2 separate regions of the Mus musculus genome follow, and region 2 is linked to region 1. Evidence: chromatin contacts called from public HiChIP or PLAC-seq data. All regions are on one chromosome and are shown on one strand. Each heading gives the region's core, a stretch centred on a gene start, on an enhancer-like site or on the middle of the called end of the contact. The rest is flanking DNA. Distances are from core to core; before and after follow the strand shown.

Region 1 (3,307 bases), core at 522-3,021:
CCATCTCCCTAGTCCTGGTAACCCTATATGTTTTTTAACTAGCAACATCTTCACATTCTTGTTCATTCATTCCTGCAATTCCTTGCTAAGCACTAAAGACCATGTGTTACCTAGAGGACCTCAGACTCTCAGATGAGGAGACTGACTTCACTCTCCAAACCTCCTGAGGAGCCCTGAAACGCTTTTGCTCACCTTGATATCTCTTCATGAGAAAACCAATGCACGGTCAGAATTGTTAAGACACATTTACTTAACAATGTATCTAGTGCACAGCCCACTATGTGTTAGCATACATATTTTCCATCCAAAATATCTGCTTTTCAAAATAGACAGCAAAGAGTAGTGAGGGGTGACGTGATACCTTTGCAATTATCTGGGTCAGTGGGAGATGGCTGGATTTGTCTCTCTGCTCTTCCTTCCAAGTCTCTTGAAGTTTAGAACGAACCCTTCGCCTGGGTCAGATTCAAGCATTGTCTTTCTAGACCGCTGTTGATCTTCTGCTCTGGTATTATACCAAACACAGCAAGTAGAATCCAAGGCCATGACAGCACAACTGCAGCATCAGATGAAATCAACTCTGGGGTTCCATCTTGCAGCCTAGGAGATCTCTGACCTGTATACAATTTTGGGTTAAGATGCAGTGGTGACTCACACAGACCTTTCTCAAGACTGATGCGTTTAATTATCTGATACCAAATCATCACCTTCATTTCTTCTACCAGTGATGATACCAAGACACCCATTAAGTATTGAAAGTACTCAAATTCACACACATGTGAGTATGAGTTGTCCAGGTTCCCACTTCGTGGAGTTCTGTGCATTTTAGTATTGGTAGCAATATTGCTTCTTGTTCCCCTTGAAGGGACAGGCTCTACCCATTGCCCTTTGAGTGAGTGTCCCCAGATACCCCATCTGCACAGGCTCACTTTAATGCCACTCAGGCTTTTGAATGGATGGATGTCCTATGCAAACATTGGTTGCTTCGATTGGACACCCGAGGCAACCATTGCTCTGGGGGAAAGTGCAGAAAGGCTTTGTCTAGATTCCCTCCCAATATGTCATACCACATAGTATAAAGACACGTGCTCCAGGGGGCTGATTAGACCAATCATTTGTTCTGCTCATCAAGGACGCATCTTTTAAACTGTGGGCACAGCAGGGCACAGTGACTGCAGGTACAGGCTGTGGCAAACATCTCCAGTCCTGGTTAAGCACCACTGTTGCGTTTGTGCCATCAGAACAAATGGCACGTCTTGCGTTGGCAACATTATGCAAGTCATTTGACCTCATGGACTTTTGGAATGGCTCACAAGCTGCACTTTGGAAACTTCCGTCTTCGTGAGAGACATACACAGACAACTCTTTCTTCAGGGTTATTCGCTATCCAATATTGAAAGTTTGACACTGAAAACCTGTGTCAGAGTGAAGCAAATGCTACCACTTTTTTGTTGCAGTGAACTATGTGTAACATGAAATGCACCGATTCAACCATGTAGGCATTAGGTGCAGTCATGGAGATGTGAAAGCATGGCCTCCCTCCATCTCCAGGCCCAAGCATCTTCCCGAAGAGAAACTCTGAGACCATGAAACAGCACAGCCTGCTCATCCCCGCAGCCCAGGGACCTCCTGTCATCCTCTCCATCTCTGTGTCTGACCGTGCCTCGCTCTCAGAGGATCGGGATCAAATTGTGACTGGCTAGCTGTGCTGGGCTTGCTTCACTTAGCATAAAGCTTTCAAGGTTCACCCATGTGACAGATGGTGGCAAGATTTCCTTCCTCTTATGGCTGACTAATATTCCATCGTGTGGCTATATGACGTCATACCCTTCTATCCATCATGGATATTTGGGTTATTTTTATCATTTGGCTATTATGCATTAAAATTTTTATCATTGTTTTATTATTATTATTGCAAAGCCTGCCTAGCCTTCCAGTTGACTCCTGACTATTCTTTCTCTGCTTGGCAGTACATCACTAGGCTTTCAGGCCTTCCCCTTCAGCATACCTCACTCCCAGCCCACGTGAAGAACACTCCCAAGCCACTGTCAAGAGCATCTGCCTAAGTTTCGCTCGCTGCTTGGGCCTGGTGCCCCCGTCTCCTTACATCCTTCCCACCCACAATGGACTCAGCAACAGCTGCTCCATCTGCTCCTTCCAACAACTCTCCATTGATCTGCTGTTCCTAACACTTAGAGTCCTGAGCACGGCCCCACCTTGGCCTGTTAAATCCGTGCTTGCATGTGTTCATGTTGGCAGTTCAGCTCGATAAAGATGGAGAGGTCTACACACAGCGCATAGGTGTCTGGGGGAGGTTTCCCAAAGCTTGGGGATCTCATTAGACCACTGTGGATGCCACGGTCTCCCTACACCATCTTTATCAATCATTTAGAAATTTTATTATGGGACACACTGTTTCACCCAGCCTTCTGGCTGTTACGCTACAGCATCCAATAAATTGAGCCTTGAACGAGAAGTGGGTAAATTGGACCTTCATCGCAAAGAGGCTGCTGCATGTTCTGCAAGACAGAAGAAGACAAATCTCACTGTGCGTGTGCTTCTCAGCGAGCTCCGGGAAAGCAGCCACAGCGGGCAGTGTGACTCTGTGCGTCCTTTGCCACTTTCTGCTCTGCATCCCTGGACACTCAGTGGGAAGAGCTCTGCACACCCTTGCATGGCGAGAAACAAGAGTGTGAGACAGAGAGGTAGTAAAACTTAAATGACCTGCCTTGTAGCTGCTTTACACACACATACACACACACACACACACACACACACACACACACACACACACACACACTCCAGCTCTCTGCTGGTAACCTCCTACTGTATACAGAGCTGCACCTACACCCAGCTTTCTGCTGGTGACCTCCTACTGTATACAGAGCTGCAGTGTCTGGTTTTGAGAAGGAATTCTCCAAGAAGAGATTTGTAGGGAGATATAATCTTACTCATTTATAAATGAGGCCCAGAGAGGTTAGGTTTCTTGGTCAAAGCCACACAGCTCACATATTCATTTGCAGATGAATTCCATGTCTCTGGACATCAACTCTAGTGGCTTTTCTTATTGTGAAGAATAGGTGAAAATCAGACCCTGCCTTAGATGACAAAATAACACAGTGTGTTTTAGACAACTACCTACTACTACTGACTACTATCAACTACTACCAACAAGGGGAACCCAAAGGAATGAAGCATTTCCCAGGTGTGTGATGTTCATACACTGTGGTATTTAATGCTAAGAGGAAACACTGTCATCTCCCTGCGGTGTAATCACAGATAGGGACCAGAAAGGTTATGAAACCATATG
Region 2 (3,561 bases), core at 678-3,177, 620 kb after region 1:
AGCTTTGCCTTTTAGAAGCCTTTGCCAGGGAGAGCAAGCTAGGGCCAGAGGCAGAGAATACAGTTTAGAGACGGGAACAAGACTGTACTGGGGTGGAAGCCAAACATGCTGGGAGAGAGAGAGGGTAGCTCTTCAGCATTTCAACTGGCCGTACCTCACCCTGAGCCGCCAATACGCCAGGCTTCTGAAAGTCGGTTGGTGCTAAGAAATTGTTTCATGCTTGATACCCTGGTTATGAATACGGTATATAGCACTTTTCAGAAAAGGTGGGGGGAGGGGAGTCTTTACTTTAGATTCTACTAAGTTTAAAATGAAAGTTGGTTATGCATTTTTAATCCTAAAAATAATACGTGTCGTTTATTGGACATTAGTCGTAGAATATAGACAGTAAAGGGTAGAGCTGACATCCTACCAGTAAACTAATAAGTTGGTAGCTCTCCATTAGTCTTTCGATAATCATTTGTCCGGTACCTGTCTTGGTCCAGGCACAAAATCATCAAGGATGCAGAAGTGAACAAAATAGATAGAGCTGCTTTGCTGCCTTTATGGAGTACCTGGTCTAAGAGAATTAGAACCTCATTAATAAGCTCCGGGAAAGGGAAAGGCAAAGAAGTGTGGCATGTTGGCTCCTTTAGAGGCAGCTTCTTGGTCTTGACAGCACGATGTGTATTGGGAGTCTCTTGCCTGGCCCCATGCCACCTTCCCAGGGCATGAGCAAGGTCACCCCAATGGTGACCTTACCCAGCTAGACTTAAGGAAGCCAGTGCCCTTCATCACAAAGAAAGGTACAGAATCCACACTAGCTGACTTCCCTGGTGATGGAAGGAAACCAGGGCCCAGAAAAGGACGGCGACCTGCCCTTGGTCCCCCAGCAGGCCCACAGAGCTTTCTCCCTGTCAGACATCTGCTGCTCAGCTGAGCTCAGCTCCAAGGAGCCTGATTTCAACATCGAGCCTCCTACCCGGCGCCCCGCCCTGGCGGCCACCTTCAGATTTTGCCCAGACAGACATTCCTGCATGGCCTGTCTGCTCACGTCCAGAACCCTTGGAGGTGGGGGACATCTGGGACCACACTGGGGAGAGGAAGAAGCCGCTGTGGGAAATGGCACCGATAAGAAGCAGGCAGCCCGCCCGGAGAGCTCCTTCTCACCCCAGACAGGGAGAAGAGGGGAAGATGGCACCAGGTAGCAGTTTCCTGGCAAAGCTCACGGGCCTGCCGAGTTGTCTGCCCAGAACACAGAGGAGTCAGGGCATGCTCTCCTGCTCAGCCCATTGCTGATCTCTCCTTCTCTGGCACCCCAAGCAGCAAGGCCTTTAGACAGGACTCCTTATTTTCCCCACTCTTACCCCACCCCATTGCCATCGCTGCTGCCACCCTCAACTTACACACCTGGGTGACAAGTCAGTCACCACCATGCCCAGAAAGTTCCCCACCCTCTTCATGACATCTTGCAAAAAGCACAAGGCTAGGAAAGATGACTCAGGGCTGCAGAACTTCTGCTAATTTGCTTTGTGAGAAAGCGGCCCCTGAACCTCTCGGAGCTTCAGCTTCCTCATTTAAAACGGTGAGCTGCAGCCAGGTGTGGTGGCGCACGCCTTTAATCCCAGCTCTCAGGAGACAGAGGCAGGCGGATTTCTGAGTTCAAGGCCAGCCTGGTCTACAAAGTGAGATTCAGGACAGCCTCTCTACACAGAGAAACCCTGTCTTGAAAAACCAAAAAAAAGAAAGGAAAAAAAAAAAAAAAGATGAGCTGCTAGGGGGCCTGGGTTGCAGCCCTGCCTGGTCCCCCACCTGGCTGGTGTGCATTGTCACATCCAGTCCTTTCCCTATCTGAACCTCACTTTTGTCCTGTGCAAAGTAGGTGCTATTCCCCAGGCTGCCTCGAACAGACTGGGAAGTGTACAGTAACACAAGCAGACAGACAACAGACAGACAGACAGACTGCTCTGGCAAGAAAGGAAATTGCATTTCCAAATTCAAGGAACTTATGTGGGTCTAGGCCTGAAGCCATCTGGAAACCTTCATCAGGCCTGTGTCCTGGGAGAAGCAATACCCTCCCCCCAGCCCCTCTCCCAGGACTGCTGTGCTTTGAATGTCTCAGCTGCCTCTGTACCCCTCCCTTCAAAAGCAACTCTAGCAATGGGGAAAGATTCATTAGAGGCCTGACTCATGTGGCTTGTACCCACTACTTCCCGGCCCCTTTGTTGGCCAGTCTGAGCTTCCTGTTCAAATAGACTTCCTGGGAAATAGCTTGTGTTCTGCCAGACAGCAGGCTGGCAACCTAGTCCCTGGATAGGCAGGCACAGGTAGCCAGGACATGCAGATCTCTGGAGCCTGTGATTAGCCAGTGTACACTCACTCATTTCTTCGCTCCTTCATTAATTCAGGTAGCTATTTGTCTCCTTTATACAAAGAGTATTTATTATCTTGTAAGGACACATAGATGCTGTTCAAACAGCGTGTATCAGACAAGGATTCCAGTTGACAAAGATCCCGCCTTTTAGCCAGAGAGGCAGAAGTAAACAAAATAAATACTTGAAACATCAGTGTGGCAAAGCTAAGATAGAGAAGAAGCACGGGGTGAGGTGGGAAGGATTATAGCTTGGAACAGTGTGGCTGAGGAAGGACTTTCAGCGAAGGGAGACCCTGCAAGAGGGAGCCAAGTCAGGATGGCTAACTCTGGAGTCAGGCTGCAGCAGGGTCAACAGAGGCACTAAGGAAATGGATTTAGAGCAGTGACTGGCCACAGAAGCTGAGACCCACATCATAAGCCATAATCAGGACCGAGTCAGCAAGAACCTCTGGAATCATGATGGGCTGTGACTTAGATTTCAAAGGGATCACCTCATGGTAGTTTTCTGGGCAACCACTAATAAAGGGCCCAACACATGTACCATAATGGTGTGCATTAACTATCTCATAGTTTGGGGGCCCAAAAGACCCAAAACCAAAGTGTGGGTCCTGTCAAGCTCCTATGTAGGTACCAGGGAAGGAGGGCTCCTCCAAGCTGCTAGAAGTGTCTTAGCTGGTGCTACAAAACCACTGCAGGCTCTGGAGTCTCCACGGTCCTTCTCACTCCTCCTTGAAGAGGGTACCGTCTGCTTGTTGTATCCAAATGTCCCAAATGCTCTCAAGGACACCAGCCATGCTGGACCAGGGCCCACACTCATGACCTCATCTTAACTTGATCTTCAGCAATGCTGTTTCTAAATAGGGTTTCCTTCACAGGTCCTAGGGACTTCAACAATTGGGGAAGCATACAATTTACCCCAATACCATGACTTCTCAACCTATCTCAACTGTCTTAGTTGGGTTTTTCACTATAGGACCTGCTGTTGGGTGTTCTCACTCATTTGAAGTCCAGTAGATTCTGAAAACCCAGCTAGCATGCCTAGTGTTTGGCTCTTAAACCTCTGCCTCCTGAGTACCTCAGGGAGTCCAGGAACACAGCAACTCGATTCTTGCTTCTCCTCCAGCCCTGGGGGCAGCTCCCGCCCTTGCAGGCCAGGCTCTCCATCAGCATCAGTGCTACTGAGGGGGTCCTCACAAGTATAGAGCCTT

Evidence for each region. HiChIP or PLAC-seq counts read pairs in DNA pulled down with a chosen protein or histone mark.
Region 2: a contact with region 1 is called in an H3K4me3 HiChIP or PLAC-seq map of bone marrow-derived macrophages, with 3 times the contacts expected there. The contact joins two enhancer-like sites. A contact is called at or near these places in 1 of 39 promoter capture datasets (embryonic stem cells), 11 of 115 datasets of contacts at active chromatin or transcription factors (T-cell acute lymphoblastic leukemia, bone marrow-derived macrophages, embryonic basal ganglia and 4 more) and 2 of 9 other capture datasets (embryonic stem cells and embryonic tail).

The regions. Positions count from the first base shown.
Region 1 is chr14:24,976,075-24,979,381 of GRCm38.p6, forward strand. Gm41111 (a long non-coding RNA gene) reads right to left here. Exons shown (of 3, transcript XR_874422.2): 3 at 1-2,516. Among named protein-coding and RNA genes, the nearest start is that of Gm41111, 5.0 kb to the right of the region's middle. Within about 2 kb of position 1,772, at least 1 of the 459 cell types and tissues checked has an H3K27ac peak or open chromatin away from gene starts, as enhancers often do. A contact at or near this core is called in bone marrow-derived macrophages, where this site is marked.
Region 2 is chr14:25,599,069-25,602,629 of GRCm38.p6, forward strand. The region is part of intron 6 of Zmiz1 (zinc finger, MIZ-type containing 1); the gene reads left to right. Among named protein-coding and RNA genes, the nearest start is that of Gm45915, 2.7 kb to the right of the region's middle. Within about 2 kb of position 1,928, at least 57 of the 459 cell types and tissues checked have an H3K27ac peak or open chromatin away from gene starts, as enhancers often do. A contact at or near this core is called in bone marrow-derived macrophages, where this site is marked.